Linked DNA regions of Mus musculus: region 2 is linked to region 1. The links are chromatin contacts, called in public Hi-C maps. All regions are on one chromosome and are shown on one strand. The core of a region is the stretch at or near the end of the contact, and the rest is flanking DNA. Distances in the headings are between cores, read along the strand shown.

Region 1 (4,188 bases), core at 908-3,407:
AAATACTAAAGCTAATACTCAAACGTAGCCCCTGGGTATACTCAGACCCACAGAGGAAATGGCACCATTAGAGGTACCAATTAACCTTCCTTGAATGAAATGGGTTCCAAGGTGGGACTTGTATGTACCTACACATGAAAACGAAAAGGTCAGATAATTGAAAGATTCTTTCAAATGTAGCCCTTACAATAGAGTAGTAATTGATATAAAATTGTTCGGAACAATGGATTCAAATCGTTTTTCATCTTAAAATCGTATACTACCAGAAAGCAGAGAAGGGCAGCTTTTTCTACCACAGCGTTGGTATGACTGTTGCAATCGTCACAACTAGAGTTAGCTGCATTTGACCCACACAAGACTAACACTATCAACCATCAGTCAACGGAGGTGGAGAAGCTCACAGGGCCCTATCCTTCATATCTCAACCACTGGCTCCTAATATATTCTGAGACATGGGATTAGTGTCTCTGGTTGTGGGCCCACTGCTGAGCCATCAGGTTCCAAGAGATTTTTCCCAACCCGTGGTCACACGGATGTCCCTGGTTAATCTCAGCAGATCACCAAACAAAATGAGTATATAGGAACAGGAAAGGGATTCAGGAGAGCTCTGAACTGGGGTAGGAAGGAAGTGCAAGGTACGGGGAGTCACTGTGCATTGTGTACGTGTGAAAAAAAATGTCCAAGGACAAACCTAATAAGTAAAAATAAGTTTTAATATATCAGAAAATAAAATAATAAAAATAGAAAAATGCAGGGGACATAGGGAAGGTTTCGGATATGACTCCGAAGCTCTCCAACTTTGTGGTATGATTCCTTTTTTAGGTAACCATAGCTCTTAATATAGTCTAAGATGATTCCAGGTTAAGTTCGTCTTTCAAGCATTAGTACTTTTCTACTGCTGTGCTAAATTGTCGTGAGCAAACCAACTTATGGAAGAAAAGTGTATTGATGTTCATGGTTCCAGAAGGGTATGGATCTGGTGTGTCAGGGCAGCGTGGCAGCAAGCGTCTGCATGGTAACTGTGTCAGGAAGATCAGGGTAGCAGGGCAGCAAGCATCTGTGTGGTGACTGGGAAGGGCAGAGATCTTATAGCAACCATGAGCACAGAGCAGAGCAAGCAAACTGAAAACGGCGTGAAACCTACCCCTAGTGGTGTGCTTCCTCCATCATGGCTACGCCGCCCCCTCCCCAAACAGCATCACTAGCTGTGGATCAAGTGTTCAAATGCACGTGCTTGTGGTGGACATTTCTCGTTAAAAGACTACAGGTATGATTTTGATAGAATATTAATGTATTTTAAGAAAAGTGTTTACTGAAGCTCATTAATCTCACCAAAGGCCACCAACATGAATGCACTCAGTGAGATTTTATGCCACGTTAAGGATGTTATTCCAATATAGGACAACTTGCTGCCTGCACAAGCTTACAACAGAGAAAAGAAGATGTTCCCTGGATTCATTCATTACTCACCCACCTTCCAACACAGGGGAGAGGGAGGGGGAGGGGGAGGGGAGAGGGGGGAGGGGGAGAGGGGAGAAGGAGAGAAGGGGGGAGGGGAGAGGAAGGGGGGAAAGGGAGGGGGAGGGAGAAAGGGGGAGGGGAGGGGGAGAGAAAGGGGGAGGGGAGAGGAAGGGGAAAGGGATGGGGAGGGGGAGAGGAAGGGGAGAGGGAGGGGGAGAGGAAGGGGAGGGGGAGGGGGGAAGGAGATCAAAGATCACACATGAACCTCGTGAAGCAAAATACTCAAAACCTACCCTTAAAATGCTTGAAGAGTTACTGTTTCGAATATAATAACATCTGTTAAAATTCAGTTCCGAAACCGAGCTAAATCATGTAAATGAGGAGGCGCGGTAGCAAGTCTGAGAACTTAAGGGGGAAATTAAAAATGAGACGCAGTCTGTGAAAAGTTGCCTTCAGTTTGGAAGAAAGTGTGTGATCAAGAGGGCGCTCTAAGCCTGAACCAGAAAGGCCTGGGAGAAAATGGTTTCTCTCTGATTCTCCATTTCCTTCCCCTTCCCTAAAACACAGGCTTGAATCTGCCGCTTTGTGAAACCACTCGACGTTTACAGGAAAGGGTGACTTTAAGGAACTGTGATGACTCCGCAGGTGACCGCAGGCGTGCTACACCACACCGGCTCACACTACAGGCACCCACTCTGGCCAATAAGGATACAGGTGCTTTGTCCTCGCAGCTTTGTCAGCGTCTGCCTACCTACCGCACTCTCTCTGATGCTCACGCCTCATTCAAGTCTCAGAAACCTCTCTACATCCTTTCTTTTATGGGGTCTCTTCAGAATCTTACAGCTTCCCTCTGAAGTTGCACGCGCGTTAGCTGTTCCTTGAGTCTGATCTTGCGTGTAATAGTTTTCATAGTGAATAATAGTGGGTTTGGGTTTTTGTTGTTGTTTTGTTGTTTTGGTTGGATTTTTGTTTTTTGTTTTGTTTTGGGGGGTTGTTTTTGTTTTTGGTTTGGGGTGGTTTTTGTTTTTTGGGTTTTTTGGTTTTTGGTTTTTGGTTTTTGGGGTATTTTTTAGACATGAAGTCCTAGAGCTTAAAGTTGACCTGAAACTCGAGAGGTAACTGAAGGTGATCTTGAACTTCTGACCCCCCCTGCCTCTGTGTCCTGAGTGCTGGAGCTACTGACACGCACCAACATGCCTGAAGCGTGCAGTGCTGGGAATCAAACCCGGAACTTCGTGCACTGTAGGCAAGCGCTTTGCCAACTCAGGCGTATCCCCAGCCCTATAATGGCATTTTAGAAATATAACCTAATGAGTGTTTAAAACAAACAAACAACAACAAAAAAAGGTGACTTTAAAATATTGTCATTAACACAACACCTGGCACTTCTCAAGAGCTCATGAAATAAATACACACTGAATGACCATTTTTAAACTGCCTGCATTGTGTATAAGTCAACATGATATTCCTTTTTGTTAAATAACAATCCCCGTCTTTCAATCCCTGTGACAGTGTCTCTCAGATCGTTGCGGTTCTCATTCTTCTTGGTTTCCTGTCTGATTTGTTGGGATAAAATAACCAGTGACAGAGATATGGGACATATAAAGGAAGAAAATGTCGAGGAATGGAAAGGCCAAGTCCCGCCCCTCCTACAAGCCCCTCCTACAAGCCACTTTCCTACTGCAGCCCTTACCAAACAGAAGGTGGGGGCTTCCCATTCTCCCTCCAGCATGAGATGGCCATCAAGACTGACTCCTCCATTCTTTATTGCCTTGAGAGACACACGTAGTTACTCTTTCTTCTTATCAAGTGCATTAGGAATGAAAGGTAGCGTTTTATTAATTGAATTGAGCACAAAAGTGAATTTCAATGTAATGAGCCTCAGCTTGCTCTTGCTTACCTTCCAGCCTGAGTTTCAGGCTTTCCTTTCAGAGAACTGTCGAATGCTGTTTGTTGGCACAGGAGTGTCATGTTGGGAAGGTTCTTTTATTAATGATGGGTCTATAAACCCACATGAAAAGAGCGCTGTACCCGCCATCAGCAGACAGCTTTGTCGGGCTTTCTCCTTTTAAGAAGAAATCTTTAGAATTCCAGTTACAAGAGTTACAGGCTTTCAATCTCATGCCCTATAAAGTCTTATGTTCGGAGGTTAATAAAATGAGATTAATCCGGAGATACTACATGTTGTGTTCTTTTCTTCACTCCTTTCAAGCAAAATACATTAACAGCAGCAATAGTCTGGGCTGGGGAAGGGACACCAGCCCAGCCGACTGCTCGTGGAACTCAGCTGCCCCCCAGCGGCGACGGAGAGAACAGCACGATGAACAGGGTGGTCATAGCGGAGAAAAAAGACCTGGGAGCATTGCGGTGATTAACCTTGATTTATATCGACTTTCTCACATTTACAAAAGAGATGGCCCAGCAGGAGGTAGCGATGCTGAAGCCTTTAATGCAAGAGAAGCCAAAGTCTCCTGTTTGACGGAAACACCATGCCTGGCCTGTTAGGGCACACCTCTAAATCTCCATAGTCTAGAATGCGACCATTAGGAAGACCCTGTCTGAGAACAAATCTTTGTCTATGTTCCAACGATCTCCTTTTTCAAAAATTCCCAGTTTAGAACTTTCGCCTGCTATCAAATGAACTAAGAGAAATAATAATTATAAATAAAATGCATCTCCGTGTATACAGAGACGGTGCTTTAAAGAAACAAAATCACTAAGAAACAG
Region 2 (4,188 bases), core at 1,206-3,705, 110 kb before region 1:
TGTGAGCTCTCATCCACTGGTGGCACTTGTAAGATTATCTGTGGAGATGACTGGATAACTAATAGAAGTTTCAGCTATGATACTATCTGGGCTCTCTGTAGCCTGCTCCTCCCACGTCTCTTCCTAACTTGCCACCCTCCTTTGGCCCAGCCATTCCTGCATGTGCATACATGTATGTTAAAATTTATACTACTGCTGAATCTGTAATACATATACAAGGCCTATAACAAGCAGTCAATAAATACATAATTGAATAAATGTTTCTCACACAACTCGGCAAAGTAGATGTCATCGATTTAAAAAAAAAAGCAAAACAACAACAAAAAACCTCCTGCAGGCCTAATATAAATCATTGTATTTGATATTTATGCTTTTCCTGTCTCACGAGTTGTGCTGTCAATCAAATAACCTAACCTTTACACTCCCCAATTATAGTGTATGGTGTCCAAGTTTCTTAGAACAAGTGCTGAACAGTCCAAACTCAACACTACCAAGAATGTGAAGACTAAATTCTATAGCCTGTATCATTTACTCAGCTGTGACAAATAAATGAAAATAATAGGAATTTTATTTATATAATGTTAAGTACATAGTATTCCCTATTTTAAATTATTGATTTACAGATGGTGAATGTCTGAGCTTCCAGTGTTCAGGAGGCAGAGGAAAGAGCATCATGAGTTTAAGGTCATTCTGGATTTCATAACAATATCCTGTCTCAAAACAACTATTATTAGACATATACATGAGGTGAAGTTTTAAACCCAGAATGGCACAATATATTCTTTTTTTTATTTGTTTATTTGTTTTATGTATATGAGTACACTGCAACTATCTTCAGATATACCAGATCAGAGCATCAGATCTTACTACAGATGGTTGTGAGCCACCATATGGTTGCTGGGAATTGAACTCAGGACCTCTGGAAGAGCAGTCGGTGCTCTTAACCGATGAGCCTACTCTCCGGCCCAGCACAATACATTCTTATCCCAGTGATGGCCATACAATCATGATATTTTGAGATTCTGGTGTACAATAAATTACTTGAGGAAGAGTATGGAAAAGTAAGTTCATTAGAAGTATGAGTCTAGCTGGGTAGTGGTGGCACACACCTTTAATCCCAACACTTGGGAAGCAGAGGCAGGCTGATTTCTGAGTTCAAGGCCAGCCTGGTCTACAGAGTGAGTCCCAGGACAGCCAGGGCTACACAGAGAAACCCTGTCTCAAAAAACAACAAGAAAACAAAACAAAACAAAAGCAAAAACAAAAACAAATGCAAAAAAGGAAGGGGATATTTGAAATGGAGTCATTTGAGAGAACAAGAAAGTAGGTGCCGTTTATATGTTAGCTTTTGCTAAGACACAAGATTCGAAGGTTACACTAAAACGAAAACTTTAAAATAGGGAGTGAAGATGACAAAGAATTCTGATAAATCCTGAAGGTTCAGTGAAGACAAACCTTTTCTTATTTTTTTTTTATTTTTTAATTTGACTAGTTATCATTAGTTATGACTTCACCAGAAGTGCTTTTCAATTCAGGTAGAAGAGCAAAACTTCAGACAGACATTGCCTCATGGAAGGTCTTTGAATTCTTAGGCAAATGGATGTATCTGGAGGATATCATCCTGAGTGAGGTAACACAATCACAAAAGAACTCACTTGATATGCACTCACTGATAAGTGGATATTAGCCCAGAAACTTTGAATACCCAAGATACAATTTGTAAAACACAAGAAAATCAAGAAGAAGTAAGACCAATACGTGGATACTTCATTCCTCCTTAGAATAGGGAACAATATACCCATGGAAGGAGTTACAGAGACAAAGTTTGGAGCTGAGACGAAAGGATGGACCATCCAGAGACTGCCCCAACCGAGGATCCGTCCCATAATCAGCCCCCAAACTCAGACACTATTGCATACGCCAGCAAGATTTTGCTGAAAGGACCCTGATATAGCTGTCTCTTGTGAGGCTATGCCAGTGCCTGGCAAACACAGAATTGGATGCTCACAGTCAGCTGTTGGATGGAACACAGGGCTCCCAATGGAGGAGCTAGAGAAAGTACCCAAGGAGCTGAAATTGTCTGCAATCCTACAGGTGGAACAACAACAAAGGTGGAATGAACTAACCAGTACCCCCAGAGCTCGTGTCTCTAGCTACATATGTAGCAAAAGATGGCATAGTCAGCCATCACAGGGAAGAGAGGCCCCTTGGTCTTGTAAACTTTATATGCCCCAGTACAGGGGAAACACCAAGGTCAGGAAGTGGGAGTGGGTGGGTAGGGGAGTGGGGGGGGAGGGGGTATAGGGGACTTTTGGGATAGCATTTGAAATGTAAATGGAGCAAATACCTAATAAAAATTGGACAAAAAAAAAAAAAAGAGGAACTATGACTCTGTGGTTTTTGTGTCAACATTGCACTGTGGCACTGCGGCTACAACCAAATGATCAAACAGAGGTATCAGACTGGTTTCTGACTGTGCCACTGTTCATGCTGCCTTGCTCATCAGTGAAGTATGCACCCAGCTAAGGGCTTATGGACCATCAGTGTGAGAATAAAAGGGTCATCAAGCCGGATGATTCTAGAACTCAGAATATCATCGCCAACTGGAATTTGCATCTTGTCGCCCTGTCAGTTCTGCAGGGGTGAGTGAGTGTCAGCAGCAAAGATGGCATGCTCAGAGCAATCCAAGGGGCTACCTCCAAGTGCCATCCTGTCCAACTGGTGCCTCAGACACATCCCACAAACAGAGAATGGTGCCATAAAGCTACTGCCACTGGAAAGCTCAAGGAGGAGGGAAATGGTTTTCGTACCTGTTGCTAAGGAGAGAGCCCAGCAGCATCAAGCTATCCTCCATGCTGGCGATGACTTCGGAGGTACTGTCTCCTCTCAGGAGGAGTTCTCCACGGGTCTTAAAGCCACTAAATGTTAATGTTTTGTTGTCCCACTCATTGATCACTTGCCTCAGCTTTTGCTCAATGTCTCTCTCCTTCACGGCACTGATGCAAATGTCCTGTCAACAGAGTAAGCTCTCAGTTATCCCAGGAAAGTTACATCTTAGTAGTAGTCTAAGTCCACAAGAGCTCCTCTTGTTTATTTCATATGCATTTAAAGATTCTGTGTTTGCGAAGTGGATGCTCACAGTCAGCTATTGGATGGATCACAGGGCCCCCAATGGAGGAGCTAGAGAAAGTACCCAAGGAGCTAAAGGGATCTGCAACCCTATAGGTGGAATAACATTATGAACTAACCAGTACCCCGGAGCTCTTGACTCTAGCTGCATATATATCAAAAGATGGCCTAGTCAGACATCACTAGAAAGAGAGGCCCATTGGACTTGCAAACTTCATATGCCCCAGTACAGGGGAACACCAGGGCCAAAAAGTGGGAGTGGGTGGGTAGGGGAGTGTGGGGGGGGGAGGGTATGGGGGAAACATAAATGAGGAAAATACCTAATAAAAAATATTTAAAAAAAAAGATTCTGTGTTTGCAAATATCAAAGGCAATGTCATAAACGGTTTGAACGTCTGAATAAATACAAACAGAAGAAGAGGAAGATAAAGGCAGGTCTAGATAGAACCTTCATTTCTAAAATTTTCCATCCATCTCAGAAAAAGAAGTGACAATAAAAGATTCAATATCATTTTGCATTTTACAGTATAATCTCAGGCTTAAGACTCACTGTCCTGATCTCCCTCTCAGGTCAATAAGTGCAGTGTGAGAGGAGAGAATTGGCAGAAATATGAGTTCTTCCTGCTTTCCAGTCACAGTCTCCATCACAGCACCTTCTCCTGGACCCTTGGCTGATTCTCTCATTCTCTCTCACAGTGTTCATTTTCTGGGTGAGTTCATCTCTGTCCAGGTAAATAGCCTTTATATCTCCAGGGGGAACCCTCCTATATTTGCCTCCTCATGTAACAGTGTGAATGTTTCAACAAAACCACAAGCACAACCCATGATCCTGCCCAAGTTCAAGCTCTGTCTTTGCGCTTATCACCCAAGCTGACTTCTTGCAACATTCATTGACAGTCTCTGTGATGCATGAGCAGCCCTGGGATCCATGCAGAGCTCTCAGGAAGGAGGCTAGAGCTCTTTGTTGTCACCATTACTACCTTGTCCCACCTTTGCCATCATGCCCTTCCTTCAACAAATTCTGTCCAGTTTTACTCCCTACAAATCTCACAGATCTTT

Evidence for each region. Hi-C and Micro-C count contacts between places; a contact is called where the count stands out from the background.
Region 2: a contact with region 1 is called in a Hi-C map of pre-pro-B cells, with 4 times the contacts expected there. The contact joins two enhancer-like sites. A contact is called at or near these places in 40 of 484 Hi-C or Micro-C datasets (LSK cells, cerebral cortex, differentiating embryonic stem cells and 15 more), 2 of 115 datasets of contacts at active chromatin or transcription factors (bone marrow-derived dendritic cells and epiblast stem cells) and 1 of 9 other capture datasets (embryonic stem cells).

Annotation. Positions count from the first base shown.
Region 1 is chr15:28,187,785-28,191,972 of GRCm38.p6, reverse strand. It overlaps a transcript of Dnah5 not described here. Among named protein-coding and RNA genes, the nearest start is that of Dnah5, 14 kb to the left of the region's middle. Within about 2 kb of position 2,157, at least 48 of the 459 cell types and tissues checked have an H3K27ac peak or open chromatin away from gene starts, as enhancers often do. A contact at or near this core is called in pre-pro-B cells, where this site is marked.
Region 2 is chr15:28,297,903-28,302,090 of GRCm38.p6, reverse strand. Dnah5 (dynein, axonemal, heavy chain 5) reads right to left here. Exons shown (of 79, transcript NM_133365.3): 29 at 2,811-3,010. Among named protein-coding and RNA genes, the nearest start is that of Dnah5, 96 kb to the right of the region's middle. Within about 2 kb of position 2,455, at least 8 of the 459 cell types and tissues checked have an H3K27ac peak or open chromatin away from gene starts, as enhancers often do. A contact at or near this core is called in pre-pro-B cells, where this site is marked.